Linked DNA regions of Zea mays: region 2 is linked to region 1. A link is a contact called in public Hi-C data. All regions are on one chromosome and are shown on one strand. Each heading gives the region's core, a stretch centred on a gene start, on an enhancer-like site or on the middle of the called end of the contact. The rest is flanking DNA. Distances are from core to core; before and after follow the strand shown. Region 1 has its middle 29 kb from the start of LOC109942896. Region 2 holds the start of LOC109943176 (BOI-related E3 ubiquitin-protein ligase 1).

Region 1 (4,850 bases), core at 1,083-3,582:
CCGCCTGTGTAGTCTGTAGAGTATCGACGGCAACGCGCAGGTAGGACCAGGCCACACTGCCACGGCCGCGTGTCGCCTGCCGATAAGGCTATCCACACTCATACTACTCTAAATTTCTACCCTAAAAAGAATATTCTGTCCTAGTCAGCAAAATTCTTTACTCTATACCAGAATTCCCCGCACTCATGTTTACTTTATATCCAACCATATACCAACTACCACATATTATATTATTTTTTCTACTATGCTTGCGTGCACTTCATAGCGATTATGGGAGAGAGCGTGCAGTCGCGGGCCCACCTCTGCTGCTGCAGCTGCACTGCCTCTGTTTGGCGTAGGTGAGAGAGAGCGCTAGAAATGGCGTAACTCAGAGCATGCAGTATCGGGTAGAGTCCTGCGATGCAGCATTTTTTTTACGCTAAGTCGGGTAGCGCGGGCATGCAGTCGCCCATTGCGGGCAGCCTAAAGACCCAGCGTCGTCCTGACTCCTGCGTGCGACTGCGCCCTCGCTTCCGGCTTTCCCCTGCCTGCGGCGGCGTCTAGGGGCGGTCCCTCTCTCAGGGTCGTCAGAGCACGGGCATCGTGCCTGCGCGAATAAAGGCGCGTGCAGTCCACAGAATACCACGCCGCTCTGCTGCTACCTGCTGCTGGACTGGACCTCAACCGTACTACCTACTGCAGGCTTCGATGTAGCGAGTACTAAACATCCAAATTATATGATGAATTTTAATATTTTAATGTAAATGTGCATAAAATCGGTGCTAATCTTTATCCATGCTGTTAAATATTTTACAGAGACAAGAATAAATACTCGTGTACTCAGTGGCGGATCCAGGATTGATACAAGAGGGGGCTACTAAGACTATAACAAAAAAATTTAAACCAAACAAAAAAATAATTAAACCCCTGAATCCGCCACTGCCCATGCACATTGAAAACATCAAGCAATAATTAAACATCATGTCCATCTTATTCCTATAATTAAACACGAAATTACTATCAAATAAATAATCAAATTCAAATCAAACTTCAAATCACAAATCCCTGCTCTGCTCGGCTCACGCTTGCTCGGCTGGACAACGGCGGTGGCCTGTGGCCGCGGTGCTCCGGGCCTCGGCGGTGCTCCGGGTCCAGGCGCTGGCGAGGCGAGCGTCGCTGCGGCCAGGGGTGGCCTGCGGGCTCCGCTCATCCGGCGGTCCGGCTCAGCGAACGGCAGCTTTGGCCTCCAGCCGTCCAGCGACTAGGCAAGCAACGCTGCGTGCCTGCGCCGCTGCGTGCTGCGGGCGTCGGGCCGTGAGCGCCTGGGCGGTGGCGCGGACGCGCGGTGCCGCGAGTCTTCCACGGCTGGCGGCCTAGCAGGCGGCGGCTGGATTAGGTTAGGCGCGGCCGCGCGAGGCTGGACAGTGGGCACGAAATCGCAGCACGAGGCAGAGCTGGGCACAAAATCGCGATGGACCTATTGCTCGCGTTACTGGGCCGCGACCGGGGCTGCAGCCCAGGCAGCCCCGGTCGTAAATCCGCCCCTGCGTGTACTTTTTATGCATTATTTTTTTCATACAACGGAAAACGTGAAAAAAAAACCATTTGTATACGAATAGTATCCGTATCCGAATTTGTATCAATTATTTTAAAAAGATCGAACCAGTTTTATATTTACTTTATATTGATCTTAATAAGCTCAATGCTAGAAAAAACAAGAATATAAATTTACATAACAAATTTTATATATTATTTGTTCGCAATCGAAGAAAGACGACAAAAAAAACATCTGAATTACTATCTGAATTTATCCCTACTTCGAGGTAGTATATCTGGTTCGCAATCACATAGGGCTAGTTTGATAGTCCAAATATCGGAGGGGCTAAAATCTCTTACTTATTCAAAATTGTATAAAGATGGGGATTTTAACCCCTCCAATCCACACCGGTTTTGTGGCTACAGAACTAGCCCTAAGTGATTCAAGTGACAAGGAGAGGATTAACTTAATTCTTCTCTAGAATGGAAACCTGTCAACCTAACATGTCCTAATAGGGAATCAAACAGAGGCACGGGCGTGGCTATCGTGCACTGCCCCTTTATTAGTACTACCAGTGAAGTGAGCAGTGGCTGTCCAACTCTCTTGCTGGCGTGGCTGAGCAAAAGCTGGCAAGACGTTGCGTGGCGTCCACAAAAGTGGAGCTGGGCCCCACTATGGCCAAACGGCTTGGCAAGCACTGCATGAAAGAAAGAAAGAAAGCTCAGAAACGGTGGGGCCAGAGGCGCAGCTCCTGCCACCCACCCTGCCGGACAGATCCCTCGCTCGCATCGCATGCTCGTAGGGTAGCACTGCCTTTTTGGTATGATTATCCGTACCCCGCACAGGCACAGCACCTTTGGAGGTGCACTGGCAGGCCAGGCGGAGTGTGAGAGCGACAAGGCATCTGCGGCACAGCCAGCAGCAGCAGGGCAAGCCACTGCAGATCCCATCTGATGATCTCTCGCACAGTCCCGTCCCACGGATCTTGTTGCCGCTGGCGATGCAACATGCATGCATGCATGCATGCATGGGTGGATAGTAGGATGCCCCGCCCCCCATCCATCAATCCGCATGGTCCCTGCCCTGCCTGCCGCTTGTGCTCTTGTTTTTCACTTTTTCTGCGCGTGCAGCAAGCCCCAGGATTGTGGGGGAGCAGTGTCAGGACGGAGACAGGCTATCACCCTATGGGCTGTGGGGCCCCTCTCCCTCTGTCTGCTGCTGCTGCTTCTGTCACGGTGCATCATGCCATGCGGCGGCCGCCGGGTAGCTGCAGTTGCAAGTTGCTGCTGATGGGATTTGATGGCTGCACGCACATGGCCTACGGAGCAGGAGCAGGAGCAGGAGCAGGAGCAGGACTCGTCCCCTACGGCAGCTAGCCGGGCCAGCGTGGGCCTCTGCTGCAGTGGACTTGTGTATGGATGGATCCGCTGGCGCGGTGCGCATGTACGTACTGTTACTGTGGTGGCAGATCTGGTTGGCCCGCTGCCTGCAACAGCGCCCCGTGTAATGTTCGACGTGTCCGAACAAAAGCCACGGCCACGGTGCACGCCGGCATGGGGTGGAGCGGATCACCGTTCACCGAAAGGGGGCACCAACGCCACCAGAAGCGTCAGGAAACTAGCCACTGGTGACAAATAGTGAAGAAAGTCATGGCGCGTTGCATTGGGCAGGGCAGCTGAGCCTGAATAGCCACGCCGGCCTCCATCCAGGGCATGGCATGCTGTGCCCTGGCTGCCCGAGCCGCCCTAGACCAACTCCAAGACAATCTCTATCCTCCTGATTGTTACCTGCACTGTCTCGTCTTGCACCACCACATGCATTGACTTTTGCTAAGTTTTTGTTTGGTTGGCTGCACACGAGAGACGTAGACCGGATGAGAGGATACAAAATAAGTCATTTTAAGGTATTTTGATTGCATCCATCGGTACTCTCAAAACAACAGTATCTGGACAGTCAGAGTGGGGCGAGCCTGATTACAGACATGCAGTCATCCAATCAAGACCTATATTATTCCTAAATTCCAGCTCTCTCACTACAAGAAACTGATAAATGTTCGTGGGTTTTGTTAAGAACATGGGTACCGACGTTCTTACATTAGTTAAGTTCATGGATTTTTTTAAGAACGTGGGTACCCACGTTTTTAAATTAACTTCGTGGGCCCTAGCTAAAACCGTCGAACTTAACCTATTAGAAACGTGGGTACCCACGTTCTTAAATTAAATACGTGGGCCACGTAGACACTGTCGAACTTAACCCAAAAACCTAAATCCCTAACTCCGCTCGTCTCTCTTCCTCTCCTTTCCCACTTCCCACTAGCTCGCGCCCGCCGCCGCCCGCCAGCTCGTGCGCCCCGCTGTCGCCAGCCCGCGCGCTCCACAACCCCTTCGCAGGGAGGAGGAAGCGGCCAGCACGTAATCAAAAGTAGGCGGCCGCCAGAAATCTCACCCGCTCCCCACCCCGCTCATCCCGCCCCCGCACCCTCCCCCACTGGCGTAGACACCACGCGATGCCTCCCCCTGGCGTGCACACACAACACCCTTGCTCGCCGCGAGGATGTCCGCGCCAACGCCATTTTTGTGTCTGGATAGATGGTGACCGCCGCCGGGGATGAGACCGCCTCCATCCATGCGTGCCTCGCCAACGCCGGTACCCCCCGAATCCGAGTGGTGGAACCAGAGGTGTGCGCGCCGAGCACGACGAAACAGGTGCTCCGCCGTGAGTGCATCGGCCACGGTGGAGTTGGACGCGTCGACGAGCGGCACCAAGTTCGCTGGGCGGCGAGCAGATGTGCGGGACAGGGATCTGCTGGTGGTGGTTTTTGAGGTCGACAACAACACCGATTTGCTTGCCTCGAAGACCACCAGCATCGACGATGGGCGGCGTGAAGAAGCTACACCACTTCTCGATTCGCTCGTCTGATGCTGTCTCGTCGTCCCGGGAGTGGGGGAGCTGGGCGGAGTGCTCCGTCGACCTCAAGCTCGACCGACTAGGCAAGTTCGGGGCGGCGGACGACACAAAGGAGTCGCTGCTACAACAACAACGTCGTCTGCTAGCCCAATGAAGCGCCCATGCTCGAGCCCGGTGGCGCCGACAGGACGTAGTGCCCCACGGTGGACGGCTGCAAGGTCGACCTCAGCAAGTGCCACGACTACCACCGCTGCCACAAGGTCTGCGAGGCACACTCTAAGATGCCTGTCGTCGTAATCACCGGATGCGAGATGTGCTTCTGCCAAGAAATGGTTTTATGAGTTCTTTGGGTGGAGATGTAGTTGCTTGTTGTTTTATTCATGGATGAACAATGGCGCTGATCTTGTAGTAGATATTGCTTGCTAAG
Region 2 (4,850 bases), core at 1,433-3,932, 45 kb before region 1:
GCAGGCAGCGGGAGCAGTCAGAAAAACGCATGCCTCATCCTATATCATCTCTTCAAAATTAAAAAATTCATTCGTTTGCCAGGCCAAATACACTACCGGCTGATAATAATATTTTTCTAGGAAGTATTCTCGGAAGAAGGATTTTTTTTTTGTTAAAGGAAGACCAAAAGTATAATTTTTTTTTGTTAAAGGAAGACCAAGAGTATGTTGCAGGACCATCTACTACCACTACCCAATCAAACGCCTCTTTGTTCTATTAGAGGAAGAAAGGGCTGCATCATCAGTTGGGAAAAAATGATGCTGTAGAAACATCATCAGCAATTTGGTATAATTGTGTGTGAAGAAGGAACTAGTGTTAAACATAGTGTCATTTTATAAATTCCCTTGGCAAAATCAGTGCTATTTTGTGAACACCCCATTTTTTCAGTGCTGTTTTCTGAATCGTGCGTGAGATGAATGCTGTTTTCTGAATTTCCCCGACAGAAATGGGGGAAAGCAAGCAAAGGCCGGCACGCGCGCGCGCACAGCCATTTCCCAGGCCAGATCCGCGTCCTCGGAAGTGCAGGCTGCTGGAGATCCGCGTCCTCGAAGTGCTCGCCCGCTTTCCCTTCCTCGGTTCCTCCTGTATGATGCCCGCCCCCCTACTGGTGCCAGCTGCCAGTGGCCAGTGCCCCTGGCCTCCTACTGTCTACGTAGTACGTACGAACATGACTTGTCCTCCAAAAGGAACCGATGCTGCTGTCAAAGAGAAAACCCCTGCGTAAAGGCACTCCAAAGACGCCTGTGTCGCCATCAGGCCAGAGCGCACAGGCAAGAGGCCACCGATCGAGCACCAGTACGCTACGCACGAAAGGAATCGCAGTGGCTTTGCATTGTTGTCTCCGACTCCGAGGCCCTTTCGGTCGTCCTATCTTTTTTTTCTCGAGCGCAGGCGGCAGGCCGAGTGTGGACTTTGACTAGACGTGCGCTCAAGTGACTGATTACAGCTCTGCGATCTACTACCCTACCAAAGCAGAACGATCTACCCTACCAATCTACCGAGTGCTTTGCCTATCGAACTCGATTCCAATGCCAAGCCAAAGGTAAATTACTGCACCTCATCGCTCGGTCACTGACCGACCCCCAACGTTGCTTGGACTTGATGGGTAGTGACGCACCGGACAGGTCAGATTTGTACAGGCAAAGTTCTGTCCTCCCGGGACTGGACTGGAGTACACTCACGCCTTTTCTGCGGTGTGGACGAGACGAGCCTGCCTCGTGGTACAGGCAGGCAGCCGAGGGACACCAGCCTGCCTCGTAGTACAGTCCGGACTCACCAGCAACGACGCGATCCGCCGGCATAGATGGTGCTAACTGCTAACATGATGTGGTTTAGCGATCAAGGAAAATGAGTACACGTCTCTGAGCAAACAGGAACTATGACGTGTGGTTTAGCCAATGCATTTCTACATGATTGTACTCAACAGGGCTACTCTCTACTGCTACTAACCAACAAAAGTTTCCTGCCTGACCCCGGTGTCGTGACTCACGTACCGGGGCACGCGGGAGGCAAGCTGGAGTGACTCCCGCTTCCGCTGCCAGTGCCTCCTCGCCGTCACAGCAGGACCTGGAGCGAGGCGTTCTTCACGGCGCCGCAGACGGGGCACACCTCGGCACCGGCCTCGCACGCGCGGCACAGGCACAGGTGCCGGCACGGCAGGACCAGAACGCACGCGTCGCCGCCGCCGCAGGCCTTGCACGACGGCGACGAACCAGTCGACACCGGCCCCGACGGGGATGCCACGAAGCAGCAGGACTGCGCGTCCTCCGCCTCGCCGCCACCGCCACCGCCGCCGGCGACGGCGGGCTGCTGGAGCACCTTGTCGAGCGTGGCGCGGAGGCCAGCGGCGACGGCCTCGTGGCTCCTTGCCACGCCCAGCCACGCCTGGCCCTCGGCGGCCAGCTGCCGGAGCCGCTCCTCCAGCTCCGCGCCGCGGCGGCGGGCGCGCTCCAGCTCTGCCTCCGCGGCGCGGAGCCGAGCTTCCGCCGCGCCCCGCACGACCGCTACCACCGCGCGCGCGTGCCGCCGCCGAGCCTCCTGCAGCGCCGCGCGCATCCTGTCCGTCTGCGGCGTACGGTGTGGGGGGGAAAAGGATCAGAGACACCGTGTCCGTCGACGAACATGTATGTATGTACCACCAGACTCCCAAACCCAACGCACGCACCTCGACCCGCACCAGCGCGTCGACCTCCACGCCCTGGTGGTACAGCTGCGACAGGACGCCACTGGCCGCCGCCGCCCGGCCGCTGGTGGACGCCGCGCCGCACCTGTTCTGCACCTCGTCCAGCAGGAACCCCGGCTGGTGGCCGACGTCCAGGAACCCCGGCACAACGCGTGCCCGCTTCCTCGGGAGGAACACGCTGTTGTCACCGGCGGCATTGCAGGTGAGCTCGCTGCGCGGCTGGGCGTCGCCGAACGCGGCGTCCCCGAGGGCCGCCGGCGCTGGCGCGCACCCGCCGAGGCCGAGCTCGTCCAGGAGCGCGGAGCCGCCGACGGCCGCGGCACCCTCCAGCGCCCTTAAGGCGTGGCCGACGTCGTGGGGCAGGAAAGCTGGTGCGAACAGGTGCTGCGCCTGGACGGCCATCGCCGCCGCGTTTGTCTTGCGAGTGCCGAGTGGGCGGGGAGAGGGAAGAGGAGAGAAGTGGGCAGTGGAAGAAAGACATCGGGACGGGAGGGAAGTTATATATACTCCGGGGGAGAGACCGGGCGGTGCGGTGACGGGGAGGAAACGTGGGGTGTGTGCCTGCCTGGCTGTGTGGGGGCGTCTGCACGGAGACAAAAGCTGTCGGTTTTTTTGTTTATAATATCTGATGACATATGACTAGGAGAGGGAGAGCAGGCAGAAGAACACAGAACGGAGCAAGGCAAATGCAGCAGCTGCGACCTCTCCTTTTCCCCTTGCCTGCGCTACGTTTCTTTTTTTTTTCCATTTTTTTTTCTCCGTTTGATTTGCCGAGTGGCGTGACCCGGTGACCGTGATGCAGGACGTGGAGTGCTCTGGGTGGTGTGGTGGTCCGCGTGGGCCAGCATGCAACGGGTGGCCTACCCTGCCACTGCCTTGGGAGGTGGGAGCTTGCCGCCATGTCTTTTCTTTTCTTTTATTTATTTTACTATAATCTCCATTTCGTGATCCAGCAGTGAGGATTCCTCGAAATGATGGTTCAGGTTCACGACATTTTTTGCTTTGCGATGACGCAATGGCTCTGGGTGTTTTCCTAGCCTACAGCATTCAGCACTTTTAACATGAAGCCATTACAATTTATAAGGGTTTGTTCAGTTGAGTGTATTGAGGGGATTGAATATAAGGTCCGGTTTGTTTTCTTTCATTTCAAGGAATTGAAATCTTACTAATAGAATAGATTATTTTTTTAGAATGTGATATTACACCATTTTTCAAAGTTATCATATAAGACTATCTTAAATTAATGGGTGAGAGATGAAAATTGATTTTATAGATTTACATACTATTTTTCCGATGTATAATTTATAAAACACTCATCTACTTGCTTCGCTATAATATAAATATAGTATATAACTATCTCTTTCATATAATTTAGGTTAATATATAAATATATTACATATATGAATATATGAAATTAATTAGTTTTGTCTAAATTATAATTATTAAAATGAAATTCAATTCCAACAAAACAAATGGGGCCTAAGGGAATTTAATCCATCTCAATCCGCTGGGTACATGGGTCATAGATTTTATGTATTGGCAAACTTGATATTTCTATTTTACTAGGTGAGTGCCCGTGCGTTGCAACGGGAACCTACAATACCACGATAATTATGTACAAATAGGTTTATGTCCGTGCGATGCTACGAGGAAACATGTGAAATCGTTATCTATGTGATACCGCAAATCAAACAAAGCATAAAATTTATACACATGACACGACTCCGTAAATCAAACAACATATCATAACACGAGACTTCTCGACCTAAATTAGATATATATAAATTTTACATGATCTTAAACAACACAGTGTTTCAATCCACTCATATCATAACCACTACAAAAATTAAAAATAACTACAACAACTTTCATCAAAAGATAGATACATGTAGACTTGCCGGTGGTACCCAACACTCGTATCATAACCACTTCATCTGAGTAGAATATGGAATACAAAAGATTACACATTCATATTTAAAATAGACGTAAATATGGGATACAAATATATGATAATACATCCATTCAATTAATTTTTATGCACCACGATGTATATTTTCTATTGATGTGGCCATTTACTTGACCAATGTCGTATTGACAGGCCACATATGCCTGTTTGCTTTACCACCGCAATTGGCAATAGTCATCTAAACACGTCACGTAAAAATAACAAGCTCTAGCTAGATAGTATAAATTCGGTAAGAAAAGGACGTAAATGAAGCTCAAATCGAACATCATGATAGCATGCACCAGGATTTTTTCTTAGAGAGAAGAATCCTTGCTAAAAAAAGAGAGAGAACAGAACACATGGAGACATGCATCATCCTCACCAAATTAGTGCTTCAAAAAATAAATTATTAGTATGGGGCCAGTGTGATTTTTCATACTGATAAATAATTGCTCTTAATTGGTGCCTCTTAATCCAGAAATGGCAGATGGTAAAAAACACACTATGAAAGAACCCAATATTTATGGTAGATGAGCAGTTGTTTTATGTTTCTCGATCAGAAGGATTTACAATTTTCTAGTGCTTGAGATGGTAGCATCCACTAATAATGCATCATCTTACAATGTAATTGGACAACAACAAAATAATTCATAACTACCAATGTTTGACACACCTTGTAAGCA

What was found. A called contact is a pair of places that touch in the nucleus more often than the background predicts.
Region 2: a Hi-C map of ear shows a contact between it and region 1, with 2.6 times the contacts expected there. The contact joins the promoter of LOC109943176 here to the enhancer-like site in region 1. A contact is called at or near these places in 5 of 25 Hi-C or Micro-C datasets (ear, leaf and tassel).

What each region holds. Positions count from the first base shown.
Region 1 is chr10:115,511,638-115,516,487 of Zm-B73-REFERENCE-NAM-5.0, reverse strand. No RefSeq gene overlaps it. Among protein-coding and RNA genes, the nearest start is that of LOC109942896, 29 kb to the left of the region's middle. Within about 2 kb of position 2,332, at least 18 of the 20 cell types and tissues checked have an H3K27ac peak or open chromatin away from gene starts, as enhancers often do. A contact at or near this core is called in ear, leaf and tassel, where this site is marked.
Region 2 is chr10:115,557,408-115,562,257 of Zm-B73-REFERENCE-NAM-5.0, reverse strand. LOC109943176 (BOI-related E3 ubiquitin-protein ligase 1) reads right to left here and starts at 2,682. Exons shown (of 2, transcript NM_001365013.1): 1 at 2,205-2,682; 2 at 1,351-2,104. The coding sequence starts at 2,624. The coding sequence ends at 1,595.